Linked DNA regions of Sus scrofa: region 1 is linked to region 2. A link is a contact called in public Hi-C data. All regions are on one chromosome and are shown on one strand. The core of a region is the stretch at or near the end of the contact, and the rest is flanking DNA. Distances in the headings are between cores, read along the strand shown.

Evidence for each region. A called contact is a pair of places that touch in the nucleus more often than the background predicts.
Region 1: a contact with region 2 is called in a Hi-C map of liver, with 7 times the contacts expected there. The contact joins the promoter of PIAS2 here to the promoter of C1H18orf25 in region 2. A contact is called at or near these places in 2 of 47 Hi-C or Micro-C datasets (heart right ventricle and liver).

What each region holds. Positions count from the first base shown.
Region 1 is chr1:96,544,173-96,547,848 of Sscrofa11.1, reverse strand. PIAS2 (E3 SUMO-protein ligase PIAS2) reads left to right here and starts at 2,069. Exons shown (of 14, transcript XM_021092649.1): 1 at 2,069-2,268. The coding sequence starts at 2,245.
Region 2 is chr1:95,807,261-95,810,644 of Sscrofa11.1, reverse strand. C1H18orf25 reads right to left here and starts at 1,921. Exons shown (of 5, transcript XM_003121416.6): 1 at 1,768-1,921.

The DNA.
Region 1 (3,676 bases), core at 820-3,319, 740 kb before region 2:
AAGAGTGTTAACACATTTTATCACTGAAAATATATCGAGGAGAAAATTGTATTTAATGGGATTCTTTTAAGGGAACATTTCTGTATGTGGCCGGAGTTGGTTCTTTGCTATGAGGTCTATAGTAGTGGTGAGACTTCTGTACCTGCCTCGATCCTCACTCCCACCCAAGGATATGTTATGCCACACTATAAAGAAATTAGATCCAAGTAGGTGCAGTGATTTATTTTCAATGACTAGGATGTACAAATTTGGACCAGAGCTAAATTGGTTGTGACAGGAAAGAGATTTCCTTTCCACTCTTTACCATTCAGCCTTCCCTTTAAACAAATATTGGAAGAATATTAGGGGGTATAGTTTAGAAAAGATGCTTAATTAATAAATCTGTCTTGTTGAGACAAAGTAGCATCCTATTTCAAAATTATTTTGCTTGCAACTAATAAAAAACACATATCAAACTATATAAAACAGTAAAGGAAGGGTATTGGCTCAAGAAAATTGACAAAGGTAGGTATGAAAGTGAATTGATATTTTTTGATGATTCTTACCTAGGAAATGTGTTGGTTTTCAGGTTGGCCCCTCTTCGTTGCAAAATAGCTACACTATTCCACATGCCAGAAAGTCTCCTTAACTCTAATTCCTGAATAAATGTCCCAGACACTTACTGGTCTACATCATTTGCCTACCTTGAGGCACACCCTGTACTTGATCTAACTGACCTGGAAATGTCCTGCAGTAGTTGCATTTATAGGTACAGTTCTGATCTAATTACTGTAGCAAGGGGGCATAGTTATTATTGACTTAGGTCAGTGTAGGGCAGCACCCAGAACTCTTTGCAGTCAAACCTACCCAATCCTACAACGAACACTTCAAACAGTTTCCGTGCAGCTCTGCCTCTTATGGTTTTATGTTTGAGTTGGTACCTCTTATGGGTTGGTGGAAGGGCTGTATTTTATCCTATTCATCTTTATATTCCCCTAAAGCTCCTAGCCTTCATTTAATGTCTGTCGAACAATATAAAATGCCACTGAGGTGGAAGTTAAGACCTAAAGAGAATAAACCAAGATTAAATCAACCTAAGACCATAACGTTAATGGTGGAGAACCAGAATCAGAACCTATTCTAGATACTGTTGATTCTCTGAATTAAAATGGGGCATGAGGGTTTAGGGAAGGTCTTCCTGAAGAAATGATACTAAAACTGAGTCCTGAGGGATGACTAGGAGTTAGGCAAAGAGGTAGAGTGGGAAACTCTTCTTGGCCCAGGGATCAACATTAAGTGTCTTAAATGGGAGCCACTTCTCAAAGCACATTTCAACTCTGTCCTTGGTCCAGCGAATTTTTTGACCAGCTTGCCTCAGCATCTTCTCTCATCCTTTGTCAGCACGTCAGGGGTGCTGTGAGAAACTTCCTTCCATCCGCTCTGCCTTTGACATTTCATCTTTCCCAGCTATCTGATTTCCCTGACCCTTCGACTTCCTATCAGGGCCTTTCAAGTTGCTCTCCTATTTCACTTCTCCAACCTCTCTGCCCCAACCCTCTCGACTCTGCAGTCTTTGACATTCAGTCGCCCTTCAAAGTCAGAGAGAACTAGCCAGGTTAGTACTTTGAAGATATTAGCAACCCAAAGAGGTCTCACCAATCCCGCACCATTAGCTCAGAACCAGAGCTTAGTCAACATCCATGGGTTGTTCCACCACAACTACTCTGGGGGATGGCTTTATTTGTGGGTACTCCCCCAGTCCACGCCACCGTGGGAAAAGACACCTCTTCTTTCTCTCCATCACTCCCTCCTACAGGCCCGCCGGTAATGCTGCAGTCGCGACGGCGCTTCAGGTAGTCGGGCTGGGCCTTCGCGTGGGGAAGAGGAGCATCCACGCGCTGAGGCGGGGCACGGAAAGGCTGCGGAAGGCCGACACGCTGAGGGGGAAAGGGGAAGATCCAGGCAAGCCTAACGCAGCTCACTGGGAAGGCGGGCGGAAGACCCGGGCGGAAGGCGGTGGGCCGGTGGGCGGGGCGCCGGGAGGGCGGGGCCGCTTGCGCAGGGGGTGGAGCTCCGGCGCAGGTCACGTGACGCGCCCGGCGGCAGCGGCGGCGGCGGCGGCAGCAGCCGCGGCGTCTTTAGCGGCGCCCAGTGCAGGATGGTGCTGGAGGCGGCGGCGGCGGCCGTGGTGGCGGCGGCTTCGTTGGCGGCAGCGGGAGGGGGTGCTGTGGCGGCAGCGGCGGCGGCGCCCGCGGGTGGTATAAAATGGCGGATTTCGAGGAGTTGAGGGTAAGCGGGGGCGCGGGAGTGGAGTGCGGAGGCCGCGGGGGAGGGGAGGGGAAACCGGGGAGCCGCAGCGTCTCCGGCCGCCACCTTCTTGTTTCGAGGGGACCGGTTGGCGGAGCCCCGGGCCCGGGCCCGCGTCGGAGCGAGAGCGCAAGCGGGCGGGGGAGGGGAGAGAGACGGCGGAGGACGCCCGCGTAGCGCCGGGCCGGCGGGCCTGGGGCCCAGGGTAAGCGGGCCAGTGGGGTCCCGCCAGGGGTCCGCACACCTTGCACGCGGGGGCAGGGGCCCTGGGGAAGGCGCTCCTGGGGACCCGACTTACCGTTTATTTTAGGGGATGAGGTGGGGAGCAGGATTTGCTTTTCCACCTTCGTGAGGGGTGTACGTGTCCCTGGTGATTCCTAAGTCTACGGGCTACTCGGTGGGAGGCTGTTTTCTGAAACGTGAAGTTGCTTTTAGGAATTTTTTCTCATCGATGGCTGATGCTACCGTTCAGTCAGATCTGTCACGAGAAAGGCCCCTTCCTCCCACCAGTGCTTCCTCAACATCATAGAGAGAAGCATGGTCTTTTGGGGACCCTGCCTTCAATAATCGACCTTAAACCTTGCTGTTTTCTTAGTGCTATGGTAAGAAATCGGCAGAAGTCCGTGCTGTCATGAGGTTTGTTTGTGAACTTGTTTTTTGCTCTTGAACAATTTTCCTTCCTAGTCCTAGAACAAGGTCATAACTTTATTGTTGATACCTTTGTATAGTAGAGGTTTGAAATGAGCTGTTGGGGTTAGAACGGAAAAGATATTTTTCCTGGGGCTGATAATCTTCTTCAAAGTCCTCAACTGAGACAAAACTGTCATAAACGAGCCAGAATTTTTATGGATCGCTGAATTACTGGCGACATAAATGGGGTACTTAAGGACGGACACCCTGATTTAAAAAAAGTGTCAAGAGATGAATAGGAACTTGAAATTAAGTTAACCACAACTAATTTGCACAATACAGACATGTTTTAGGGTTACTTTTTCGGAATAAGAAGGAAAGGGGAATCAGGTAAAAGATTCAGTTTATGTTTGTGACTGTTTTTAGGAGAGCGATGAGAAGCGGTGGAAGGATATTGGCTGGTTACCTGGCTGGTATGGTGTACATCAGCAAAAGAATGTATTCATGGTTCTGATCTAAAGGGAAATTGTTTCGGTTTGAATAATGCCTACCTTTCCCCGCCTGCTGTTTCAAAAATTATTTCATTCTCAGTAAAGAGAAAAGCATATTAATGAATTTTATGCCTGTACTAGTTTATATACGGAGGACCCTGATAGTAGGTAAAGAGAGTTCATATTGATAAATGTGAGGGTTTTAGTGTCTTAGCCTCAGCTGTAGAGCTTTTAACACCTGTAGACCTTTTGAAACAACCAGGCCTGAG
Region 2 (3,384 bases), core at 672-3,171:
TTAAAATATCCCAGGAGAAGAAAGGGAGTAATTCAAACTGCTAACATGTGCCCAACACACTGCACAATAATAGGCTGAGCAAAACTGCCAGATGTATTTGTAATTAAGAGGTCCAACCTTGACAAAGCATCATCAGTGGGTTTTCATCCTAGAGGGGAAGGATTCAGAAAGCAGACGCTCAGGCGAGCAACAAAAAGCACATCCAGCACAAACTGCTCAAGCGGTTCACTCTGGGAGAACAAGTACAGGCGTTCATTCCTTCAACCTGCGAGCATCTATTCTGTGACAGCGGAGATGATTTAAAAGGGAGCATGAATGACGTGAGCCTCCGTTGAGGGCTGTTGCCCCAACAATACACCGAGATCAGCGATATAAGAAATCAACTACAAAGCACTACGGGGCTTTGAAAAGAGAGGATCCTTCCTGAGAGAGTCCGAGAAGTCTGTGATCTTTAAGTTGAGGCTGGTCAGCTTACGTCCTCGCCGGGTTTTCTAAATAAAGTTGACAAACTTGCCAGGAGAGGTCAATTTGGGAGACTGACACATCCCTCCCATTGACCGAAGGCGTCTGCCGACCGAAGGTAGAGGAAGCGCCGAGACGCAGGCGGCGCCAAGCCGGAGAAAACCATCCTCCCTCCTCCTAGGCCTCCGCAGTCACGGCGCAGGGGCAGCCACCGGGGCTCTCGGGAGTCGGCGGGTCTCGGCGCCAGACTCCAGCTCGCGGGGCTGGCAGAGTTGGCAGAGCAGCCGCCGCCGCCGTTTCCCCGGCGGCCCGGGGCGCCGGAAAGTTGCACGAAGACAACTCCAGGGCCGCGAAGCCTCTCCGGCCCGCGGCCCACCGGCTGCAGCACTTCCATCCTCCTCTCTGCTGCCAGGGAAAGGGACCCGCCTGGTCCGGGAAAGGGAGGGAGGCGCCGCCGGCCAACCCGCCGGGCCCGGAGGACGCGAAGGTCACTGACCGACGGGAGAGCAAGGGGTCCCGCTGTTCCGCCCCTCTCGTTGGCCCCCTCCCGGGCCGCGCCTCCCGCCACGTCCGAAACGCTAAGACCCCGGCGCCCGGACGCCGCAAAACCTCGCCCGCGGCCCGCACCCCTCCGACTCAAACTGAGCCCTCCCCGGGACGCAGCCGCTCCGGCCCTGCGCCCCTTCCCGCCTCACCTGCGCCCCGCGGCGGCTCCGCACCTCCTCGCCCGCTCCGCGCGCCCCGTCGGGGCACGCACCGACCCCCCGGGTCCCTCCGGGCCTCGGCGACTCGGAATGCGACGGCCACCGCCGCCTTCACCTTCTCGGCACAAGCCCCGGCGGCGAACAGAGGGCAGTGGCCAGAGCCCTGCCGGGGCCAAAGAGAATCTCGCCGCCTCCGCAGCCTCCACCACCAAGTCCCTTCACTCGTCCGCGCCGCCCGGAGAAAATGTCACCAGAGGCCGTTCCGTTCGGCGCCTCACTTCCGCCCGGAACCACAGAGCCCGCGCCGGTCGGCTAGAGCGGCCGTTGCGGCGGGGGGCCTCTAGGGACAGGAGCGGGAGGCCTAGAGAAAGCCAGAGAGCGCCATCTGGAGGGAGCCGACCCGTTCTCCTCCCTTTGCAGAGCGCCGGGCGCGCGGGCACTGGCTTCCCGGGTTTCTTTCCCGCGCTCCCTCCATCTGCTCAGGCAGCTCCCTTCGAGAAATGTCTTTCCCAGAGGGTCGGAAAGCCAGTCAATACAAGTCACGGACGATGCCTTAAGAAAAGGACTGCGCTCCCTTTCCCGTGCGCTGCTCAGGACTCACCTTTCCTGAAGCCTTGCCGAAGGAAGCTCGTGGCGTCTAAATCCTTGAGTCACTCCAGGAGGGAGTCCGCTCCCTTCTCTCCCACCTTTTCGCAGCTCGGCTAGGGGAGATTCGGCTGTGCTCCTCTCTCGTGCAGTGGCATCAACATCCCGTTCAAGTTTCTGGATGAACCTTGCACGCCTTGCAGATAGATCGCCACCTGCTGGTGAGACAAGGTTCGCCAGGGAGATCCCGCTCCGCCCTTACGTGCGATGCCGACGCCCCCAAATTCCACCTCTGCCAAGTCACTCCCGATTGCGCTTTGAGTTTTCGAAGCCCTTCGTCGAGATCTGGGGTCCAGGAAACCGAGCTGGACGTGGGACCCGGCAGAAAGGTGAAGTGGGAGCGAGCCCACCTGGAGGGTACAGGGCTTAAGGAGGAGAAAAAAGTGCTGAGAACAAACCTCACAACCCAAGATCTGGTCAAGGGCTTGCTCTCCCTAAAAGCGGGGTTTTGACAAATAAACGAATACACAAAGACTTCAGGAGAAAATATGAAAGATATTTACCTTTTCAAGAGCCATGCTGGGACTTGGGATGACTTTTCCCAAGAGGAGATTCTGAAAATCACAGTGCTGGCTTCACACTCCCCTTAACATCTGTCTCCCTTTGAGATCAGGCCCCTAAGCTCCCCCAGTTCACTCATTTATGCTGACTTCCTACAAACAATTTTCCATCCCTGACTAAATGAATTAACTGATAAAATAATTGTATAATAATACCTAATTTCTTTGGATACCTACTGTGTGCAAGGCACTGTGCTATGCATCTGATCAGATTCATTCCTTTAATCCTCCCAACTCTTTGGGTTTGGTGGTTTTCCTGGCCCCCAGGGACAAAAGTGGAACAGGCAGAGTGGTAAAGTGACCTGCCCAAGGTTACACATCAGTAAGTGGCAGGCACGGACAGCCCAACTCCTGAACCAGCATTCTTTTTTTTTTTTTTTTTTTTTTTTTTTGTCTTTTTGCCATTTCTTGGGCCGCACCCGCGGCATATGGAGGTTCCCAGGCTAGGGGTCTAATGGGAGCTGTAGCCACCAGTCTACCCCAGAGCCACAGCAACGCGGGGATCCGAGCCACATCTGCAACCTATACCACAGCTCACAGCAACGCCGGATTCTTAACCCACTGAGCAAGGCCAGGGATGAAACCTGCAACCTCATGGTTCCTAGTCAGATTCGTTAACCACTGAGCCACAACGGGAACTCCCTGAGCCAGCATTCTTAACTGCTACCACCAACTGCCTCCTTAAAATTCACTGAGAACATACCATGTGCCAGATAAACATTTTGTCTATGTTATTTCACTCATTCATCATTTATTCATTTATTTCCCTGCTACCTTAGTCCTCAAGAAATTTGAGAGGTTGTGGGGTACTGACAAGAGCTCAGGCTCTTTCAGAAGAAAAAAGAGCAGAGAACTAACTACTAAGCTCATGGCTGTCAGTCCCTTCCCCTTCCCACCGCACCTCTGCTTTTTTAGGGTCACACCTACAGCTAGTTCCCAGGAGGGGTTGAATCAGACCTGCAGCTGTCTGCCTGCACCACAACCACAGCAACGCAGGATCCAAGCCACACCTG